Regions from separate parts of the Mus musculus genome. Here region 2 is linked to region 1. Evidence: chromatin contacts called from public promoter capture Hi-C data. All regions are on one chromosome and are shown on one strand. The core of a region is the stretch at or near the end of the contact, and the rest is flanking DNA. Distances in the headings are between cores, read along the strand shown.

Region 1 (4,605 bases), core at 1,320-3,819:
CCTCTTCAGGAGTATCACATACTCCAGGGCTGAAGAGCTAGCTTAGTGGTTAAGAGCAGTTGTTCTTACAGAGGACCTGGGTTCAATTCCTAATACCCATGTAGTGGCTCCAGTTTCAGGGGATCCAACACCTCCTCTGATCTCAGCAAGTTCCAGGCTTGCATGTGGTACACAGACACATATACAAAGCAAAACACCTATATACATTTTTAAAAAGTTCATAAACCAAGCAGGATGGTGGTGGCACACACCTTCAATCTCAGCCTTGGAAGTACTGGGAAGAAGAGGTAGGAGGGTATTTGTCAGTTTGAGGACAGTCCTGAGTGAGTTCCAGGACAGCCAGGGTTACACAGAGAAACTTTGTCTCAGAAAAAAGAAAGAAACAAACAAAAAGTATCAAGTGTTTTAAACTTCTGAGCCACCTCTCTAGCACCTATCACAGTATTCTTTTTAAAAACAGAATAAAACGAAGCTAAGTATTTTGGTTTTATTAGGTGTTTGTTTGTTTGTTTGTTTGTTTTAAGACAGGGTTTCTCTGTGTAGCCCTGGCTGTCCTGGAACTCACTTTGTAGACCAGGCTGCCCTTGAACTCAGAAATCTGCCCGCCTCTGCCTCCCGAGTGCTGGGATTAAAGGCATGAGCCACCACGCCTGGCAAGTATTTTATTTTTAAGTGTTTCCTAAGATTTGTGTGTGTATGAATGCCCATGTGAGTCCCTGGGATTTACAGATGGTTGTGAGCCATCACGTGCTGTGCTGGAAATCAGATCCAAGTCCTTTGCCAGAGTAACAAGTACTCTGAATGTCTGGGTCTGAAGCCCTAAACTATATACTTTTAAATAATCAGAATTATTAGAATTAATAATCAGAATGTATTTCCTCTTTGCCAACCTCCTTTACCTTCCAAAGGGAGCCAAGGTTTAAGACCTTTACCAATTAGTTCCCTGGAACACAAGCAGCCACAAAAAACTAGGTCTCCTACAAATATTCAGTCACATCCAGGTAGTAGTGCCATATGACTTTAATCCCAGCACTGGGGAGGTGGAGGCAGATGGATCTCTGAGTTTGAGGCCAGCCTGGGTTACAGAGTGAGTTCCAGGACAGCCAGGGCTACACAGAGAAAGCCTGTCTTGAAAAAACAAACAACAACACAATTCTGTCACATACTGCAGTGAATTGTGATGCGTAAGGAGGACTCAGGGATGCCTCTGGCTCCTCACCCCAAAGGTCTTACAAGGGAACGGATAAGCAAATGGTATTTGCTTACCCAACCATATTTATTGGTGTTGAGGTAGTTTGCTGTGTCAGTCTGGTTCATTTAATTATGGTGTGCATATGTTTCTAAATATCACTAAGCTGATATGATAGGGAAAAAACGGTCCATTTCCTATACTGCCATAATGAGGCAGGAGCTACCAGGACAACGTCCAGCTGGATGTCTGAGGATAACAAATTTCATGCTTTGAAAACACTCCTCTTGGGGCTGGAGAGAAAGCCCAGCTACTAAGCATTCCTGGGCAATGTATGCTGGGGGGGGGGGGGTCGACTTCCTGGGTTGAAGATGGCCCCAAAGGGGAAAAACACTTCAATTTAGAGAGGCAGAGCAACGCAATAGCTGACTGGTTTAGGAACTGTCTCACAATTTTCTCATTTATGAATAATCAACGCATTCCAAAACCAAGTTGGAAACTTGATTATCAGTGTTTTGCCAGCATATAAGATATTCCACGGTTAAGCTCTGCTACAAAAACACTCCGGACACATACGCACCTACGTGCGCATCAGCAATGACGCACACCGCACATTACCCACTGACGACAGGCAGAGACAAGAAACCCCACACAGTCAGACCCAAGCGCACTTGGACCTGGGGCAGGAAGCTGTTCGATATCCACAAAATTCCCTAAAATACTGGGACCAGAGAAGAGAGGCTGGGGATGGGCAGGTGTGCACTCGGCCCTGCACTCAGACACGTGCACCAAGCAACACTCCGCGCCCATCTGCGTTCCCAAATAAGTACGCACCTTGGACAGGCATCATCTCGAAGACCGACCTGCCCAAACGCCCTCCCGGGCGGACAGCACCTGACCGCCCGAGCGCGGCGGACAGCACCTGACCGCCCGAGCGCGGCGGACCCAAAGCCCCACATCTAAAGGAAAAGGCATCGCAGGCTAGTGAGCGCGGAGAGGAGATGAGATGCGCTCGCTCTCTGGGGAAGGGGACTCCCAGGGAGCTAGCGAGAACGACAGTGGGAGTGGGAGCCAGCCTGTCCCCTGCCCCTGTCCCGCGAGCCTTACTGATCCGAGTGCTGCGGCTGGTGGCTGTGCGGCGTCCCCCTGCCCTGCGCTGCGGCCTCACCGAGGTAGTACCGGACGCCCCTGCCCAGAAGCGGGCCCCGGCTCGGATGACCCCAGCCTCCCCGCCGACCGTGGCTGCCCGCGCGGCTCAGCGCGTTCTGCAGAGCCCTCATGGAGCGCATGCCCCCGGCGCGCCACCCGCTCGGCCCGGGCGCTCCAGACGTGCGAGCGGCGGCGAGGAGGGAGGGGCGGAAGAGTGGCGGGCGAGACTAGGAGCCCGGGAGCAGTCCTGGGGCCAGTGGAGCCTGCGGGGGGGGGGTGGGGGGGGGAAGGACCGGCCCGGTGGGAGTGGTTGGGGTCCGGGGAGGGGCCAGTCCGGGACGACTCGGATCCCGCAGGTACACCCATAGTCCCCTCACAGCCTCCAGCCAGGAGCGCCACGGGTTCGATTGAGGAGAAGCTGGAGGCGGCTGGGTGGGGAGGGGGCGTGGTCTGGAGTCAAAAGGGACAGGAACCGCGTCCAATCACTGAGGAGGAGGAACGCTGGGAGGCGGGGAAAGGCGCGGGAGGCTGGGACAGTCGGGACACCGGCGCGCGTCAGAGCTTTGGCGGGGAGAGGATCGGCCTCTGCGCAGTCGGAGTTCGTGGAAACGCGCCAGGGCTGGGGACGACGGAGTGCTCTGGTGCAGATGAAAACGCCACACTTTCAAAGAGAGATGAGAGCGAGCGGGATGCGGGAGCCACGTAGTGACCTTCCATGTTCGAAGGCCAGGGGTGGCCAGTGCACACTTACAGGCAGGCGGTGCGGGCTGCAAACACCCCAATCACGGATGCGCGCTGGCGCTGAGTGGACAGAAAGACGGTCCAGAAGCAGCCCGCCGCGCTTCATTGCTAGGCGTCATGGAGCCCAGGTTCTTAGGTCATTTGGTGGCTGCGGAGGACTTATAGTCTCTCTCTAAAGTTCTCTTTCTCTAAAGTTCACGTATTAAAATAAGCCAGTGAACTCAAAATCTTCCCCCCCCCCACCCCCCCCAGACAGGGTTTCTCTGTATAGCCCTGGCTGTCCTGGAACTCACTTTGTAGGCCAGCCTGGCCTCGAACTCAGAAATCCGCCTGCCTCTGCTTCCCAAGTGCTGGGCCGGCTGAAATCTTTTTTTATTGTTGTTTTAGAAACAGGGCTTTGAGATATAGCCCTTGTTGCCGTAGTACTCAGTTTGTAGCCCGTGTTGGCCTTGAATTCGTGGCCAACCTTCTACCTCAACTTCTCAAGTGCTAGAATTGCAGGGGTGTGCAACACCACACGCATGCCGGTGCGCGTGCACACACACACAAACACACACACACACACGACAAAAAAGCAAAGAAACACAAAACATATACGTGCTCCCCCAATTGTTTTTAGTTTTAAGACCTGGCCTCTCCGTATCTCTTAGAACTTACGAGCTAGACCAGCCTGACCTCAAACTCTCAGATCCACCTACTTTAGGCTCCAGAGTGTTGGGATTAAAGGTGTGGTCTTGGTTTGTAGTGGAGAAAATGCACAAAATTTAGGAGAATTAAAAATGTGGTGGTCAGCATTCCTGGAGTCCCAGCGCCAGGGATGTGGAGACAAGTGGGTCAGTAGTTCAACGTCATCTGAAAGAGTCCAAGGCCAGCGTGGGCTTCGAAAGCTTTCACTCACCTGACCTCAGCCCTCACAGCACTTTGACTTAGCAGGAATTATATTAACAACTATTATTGCATGTGTATGCTATGCCAACCAGTTAGTTTATTTTCCCCTAGCAGTGGCCAAAGAAGCAGTTACTAGGTTTGTTTTGAAAAGAGGAAACCAAATTGGAACCAAGACACTTCACTGGGTAAAGGCTCTTGTTCCCAAACCTGATAATTACTCAGACAATGGTTCTCATGAAACCCCCCCACACACTTAGATAAATGTGGGGGTTTTTGTTTGTTATGTTTTTTTAAAGATTTTTTTTTTTCGAGACAGGGTTTCTCTGAATAGCCCTGGCTGTCCTGGAACTCACTTTGTAGACCAGGCTGGCCTCCAACTCAGAAATCTGCCTGCCTCTGCCTCTCAAGTGCTGGGATTAAAGGCATGTGCCACCACGCCCAGCTGGTTTTTTTAAAGATTTATTTACTTACTTATTTATTATTATTATATACATTATATTTACTTATTATATATAGGTACACTAGCTGTCTTTAAACACTCTAGAAAAGGGTGTCAGATCTCATTACAGATGTTGTGAGCCCCCATGTGGTTGCTGGGATTTGAACTCAGGACCTTCGGAAGAGCAATCTGTGTTCTT
Region 2 (4,605 bases), core at 1,578-4,077, 550 kb after region 1:
AAAAGCTTAATATGTAAACTGGGCACACAAAGAGATCAACGACAACAATAATAAATTACGCATCATACTGTAACAAGAGTTACAATGAGGAAATTTGAAAGACACCTCAGTGGTAGAGTGCCTGCCTAGTATTTGTGAAACTGTAAGTTCAGTGCCCAGCACTGCAAAAGTCACCAAGCTAGGTGATGAAGATGGTGGAAGAATAACAATGTCTACAAGTCATTATGCACTATTCCATAACAGGTATACCATACTCAACTGTGTGTGCATGTATGTGTGTGTGTGTGTGCGCGTGCGCATGCCTGCGCGCAATCACGAGAGTGTGTATATGTGTGTGCATGTTTGTCTGTGCCTGTGTGTGTGCACAAGCACGCGCATGTGTGTATGTACGTGTGTCTGTGCCTGTGCTCGTGTGTATGCATGTGTGTATACACGTGTGTATGCATGCATGTGTGCACGTGTGCAAGTGTCTCCCAGGGCCTCACACATGCTACATTGTGCTCTTTCCTGAGTTACATTCCTGCCCCCTCACAATATTATTTTTAGCTTTTTATTATCTTAATGGTTTTGCCTATGTATATATGTGCCTCTAGAAATGGAGTTAGAAACAGTTGTGAGTTGCCGTGTGTGTGTGTGTGTGTGTGTGTGTGTGTGTGTGTGTTGGGGTGTTGGGGGGATCAAACCCAGGTCCTTCAGGAGAACAGCCAATGCTCTTAGCCACTGAACCATCTCTCCAGGCCTATTTTAAAGTTTACAATTATCCCTTTTCCTAGATGAAGAAATTAAGGCTCAGGAAGGTTAACTTGTCCAAGGCCACTGGGCAAGAAGTTAGTAATCTGGCCCTTACTCATCATTGGGATTAATCACTATACTGTGCTGTTAGAATTCCCTCCAGCTCAGAGATCCCATCACCTTACAGATAGGACAGGAAGAGCTGGGAAGGGGGAAAGGGAGGGAAGACCAGAGAAGCAATGAGGACTGATCAGTCTGGAAGTGGGGGACAACAAGACAGCCAAAAAGCCAGAGGAAGAGAAGAAGAAAGGCAGGGAAAGAGGAGGGAGAGGGAGCAGAGTGCTGGCTCCTGAGTCTCTCAGGGGCCTCAGAGTGGGCTGGGTTGAGGGGGATGGCTCAGTGGTTGATGGGAGGGATGGCTCTCAGTTTATAATGACCTCTCAGAGAGGAGGAGGAGGAAGATGGGATGGAAACTCCCTGGGTCTCCCCAATTCCTCCTGCCTTTTGAGCCTCTTAACTCCCACAGGACTCCCATATAGAAGAGAAGGAGGCCACTTCACAGGACATTGCCTACCCTTAACCATCTTCCCGGTTGCTCTCCCACTCCCTGAGTTCTCACTCCCAAAGGCAGAGTCTTCAACTCTTGCATAGGGTCCTCCAACCAGACTTTGCTCTAAAACTGTCTACCCCGTTGGGTGGGGCATCCCGAAGAGTCACATTTGTCTTATTTTCAAATTTAAGAGAGGATTCTGTTCCCTTTTCCTCCCAGTCTCTGGAATGTTCGGATTCCAGACCTTTGGCCCTATCCTTACCCTACTGGGGACTGGGACCGCCAAGCCAGGAACAGCTCCAATTTCCTCTAAATCTCCCTGTAGAGTGACTCAAGTCTCATCCTTCCCCCACCCCAGACGCCATTAAGCCATATTTTTCTCCTGAGCTGCCGGTAACGTTGCAGGGTCTATAGGTCGGGCTAGGACAAGGACCGTCCTTTCTTGAGATCAGTCCCCTAGGGTGGGAAGGCGGAGCTACACTTCAAGAGGCGGGGCGAGCTTTCCCTTCCAGGCTCCCCCTCCCCGCCGTAGGGGAAGCCCGACAACCTAGAAGCTTCTTCGTAAGCTTGGTGGCCTAAATCTATCCCCTCCACTCCCGCATTCCGAGTCCGCTGGCCGTGTGACCCCAATATCAAAAGTCAAGGGCTTCCCTGAGTTGTCCAATGTGCGTGTATATATGACGGTGGCGGCGCTGGTGGGGGTGGGAAAGGGTGGGAGGAGGTGGAGCCAGGTCAGCATGAGGAGGGTTAACCCCCAGCCGGCTGCCCTCCACGGGGAAATCTCAGGGTTTACTGCGGCCAAAAAAGTGAGGGGGAAAGTCCCCCTCCTCTGGGGCACCATGAGATCTACATCTGGGTCTCTCTCACCCTCCAGCCACACCCTGAGTAGGAACCTTTAGCGGGCAGCAGCTAGGGGTTGGACAGGCTCGGGGACCCTGGAGCATCAACTTCTAGGGAAAGGCAGCCATGTCCCCCAACCCAGAGAACCTTTCTTCTCCTCTGCCCAGCGACTGTCCCAAGACCCAGGAGGCGCAGGGCTGAGGATTGGGGAAAGTGACGCGACACGTTGGGGACCGGAATGTGGAGGCCTGTACCCACCCGAGTCCTTCGAAAGTTGGAAACTGCCAAAACCCAGTGCCGTCAGCTAACCCCAGATGAAACTATTTTCAGGGGACCAACTGCCCCGCCCAGGGGGGAGGATCCGAGAGGCCCCGAAAATCCATCCCTCGTGGTTCGTCAAAGCCCCCCCATAACCTTCCCTACTCGCAGACGTCCCCTCACCTCAGCAGCCCCGCTGCTATCTTCTCCCTCTCTCAGAGGGCACTACCAAGCCCCATGGGTCTGTAGGTCTGTCCAGCGGGTCCTGGGCTGGCCCTAAAAACTCAATGTGTACAGACACACACACACATATGCACACAGGCACGCGCGCACACGCTCGAGCGCGCGCACACACACACAAACACACACACAGGCACGCACGCACTCGTCTCCGGGCCTTCTTCACTGTAAACCCTGGCTGCCCCGGCCTGCTGTTTCCGGCTTCTCTGTCTGCCCAGGTCCCTCCCTGGCGCTCTGACGACACAGAGAAGAGAAAGTGGGCTGGAGGAGGAAGAGGAAGAAAGTGGGGTGAACCTGTATGTACCCGGTGGGGAAGCACGTAGTGGGGAGGGCAAAGCTGGAGCTCCATTGAACCACACTGGAGGGAGGCTGACCTTTACTCTAATCCCCTTAGCACTGATCCATTCCCCACTCCTCGGAAAAGTCACCTAATATCTGGCAGAGGCATGCCACCCCGAACTGCCTAGCTACCACACAAACTTTCTCCGGGCCAGAGATTGGGACCTCGGGGAACTGTGCTATGGGACATCTGGGTTGTGTGCGTCCTCCAGTGGAGGACCCTGAAAAACAGCTGGGAGCCCGAGGCCCCTGCACAATTAGGCTCACCTCCTTCCAAGGCAGGAACGCCTTAGAAGTCCCGTGATACTGTAGGGAGGAAGTGGGGGAGGGGAACCCTTAGCTCAGAATTCTGGAAGTCTCCGGGAGTCCCTTGGAGGAAAAGGAATTCATTCGGGGATACCACGTCCCAAACCCTAGTGATAGCCACTGAGGGCTGCCAGGGTGCCAAGTTTGAATGTGAATATGCTGTGCAACCTTGGCAAAGTTCCTATCTGTTTCTGAGGTAAACACTGAGACACACCCCAAAACAAATATGTGCAATTTCCCTGGCCACAAGAAAACACACACACACACACACACACGCATACACACACACATACACACACGCACACGCGCGTGTCTGAGCTTTACACATGTAGCAGCAGGCTCTCACACATGACAGCCCTCAGAGCCTCTTAGAGTCACACACACACACACACACACACACACACGCCCCTTGTTCAGCCTCTGAATCACCATCATAACCAGAGGACTGTCCTGTAGTTTTTGTTGGGGAGGATAACAAAAGGCCAAACCTGAAAGTCGAGTGTATGGAGGGATAGTCTGAGGGTGGCTGTGTCAAGTTGGAATTTTGGCTTTCCATTGCCTTTCAGGGCTGGGCTGAAAGAGCAAAAGCCAGGCTTCTGGCGCCCCCTGGTGCCTGAGCTGATTCCTCCACTGCACATCCGTGGGCACTGTACACAGTGCAAACTTAGATCCACCCAGGTGCCAGAGCAAACTGTACATGTACATATAATATAATCATGGACTCTGAGCAAGACCTATTTGTGTTCAAGTCCTGCCAAAGATGCTAACTGCAGAATTGGCTGGTTCATTATCTGTAGGACGGAGCACGCAGAGTGGCTTAAGCTGTGGGGTTGTGAGAATAGAATATACTGATACATAAAGGCTCAGAGGAACTCTGGTCACCTAGTAAACAGCAAGCAGGAGGTACTTTTGTTGTTGTTGTTGTTGCTCAGCTACTTGGTTGGACTGTGGTTGTTGATGCTGTTGTTGAGACAAAGGGTCATGTAGCCCAGGATGGCCTTGAAATTGCCTAGTAACCAAGGACAAACTTTAACTTCACCTCCCAAGTACCAGGCTTAGAAATATGCAACAAACAGCAAGAGGGCTTGTGATGCTAAGAACTGAACCCAGGGCTTTTTGCATGTCAGGCAAGGATGCTACCAAATGAGTCACATCCCAACCCAACAATTAATATTTGATGGGTTGGGTTTTTTGTTCTTGTTTATTTATTTATTACATATGAGTACACTGTCACTGTCTTCAGACACTCGAGAAGAGAGAGTCAGATCTCATTACGGATGGTTGTGAGCCACCATGTGGTTGTTGGGATTTAAACTCAGGACCTTCGGAAGAGCAGTCAG

Evidence for each region. Promoter capture Hi-C pulls out the DNA fragments that hold promoters and counts their contacts.
Region 2: a promoter capture Hi-C map of liver shows a contact between it and region 1, with 10 times the contacts expected there. The contact joins the promoter of Stat6 here to the promoter of Gls2 in region 1. A contact is called at or near these places in 10 of 39 promoter capture datasets (the C10 cell line, cranial neural crest, embryonic stem cells and 6 more), 4 of 484 Hi-C or Micro-C datasets (CD4 T cells, the G1E-ER4 cell line and embryonic stem cells), 16 of 115 datasets of contacts at active chromatin or transcription factors (the 230-238 cell line, T-cell acute lymphoblastic leukemia, bone marrow-derived dendritic cells and 11 more) and 2 of 9 other capture datasets (embryonic stem cells and liver).

Annotation. Positions count from the first base shown.
Region 1 is chr10:128,192,599-128,197,203 of GRCm38.p6, reverse strand. Gls2 (glutaminase 2 (liver, mitochondrial)) reads right to left here and starts at 2,569. Exons shown (of 18, transcript NM_001033264.3): 1 at 2,297-2,569. The coding sequence starts at 2,478.
Region 2 is chr10:127,641,208-127,645,812 of GRCm38.p6, reverse strand. It overlaps Stat6 (signal transducer and activator of transcription 6), which reads right to left and starts at 2,827. Exons shown (of 22, transcript NM_009284.2): 1 at 2,564-2,827.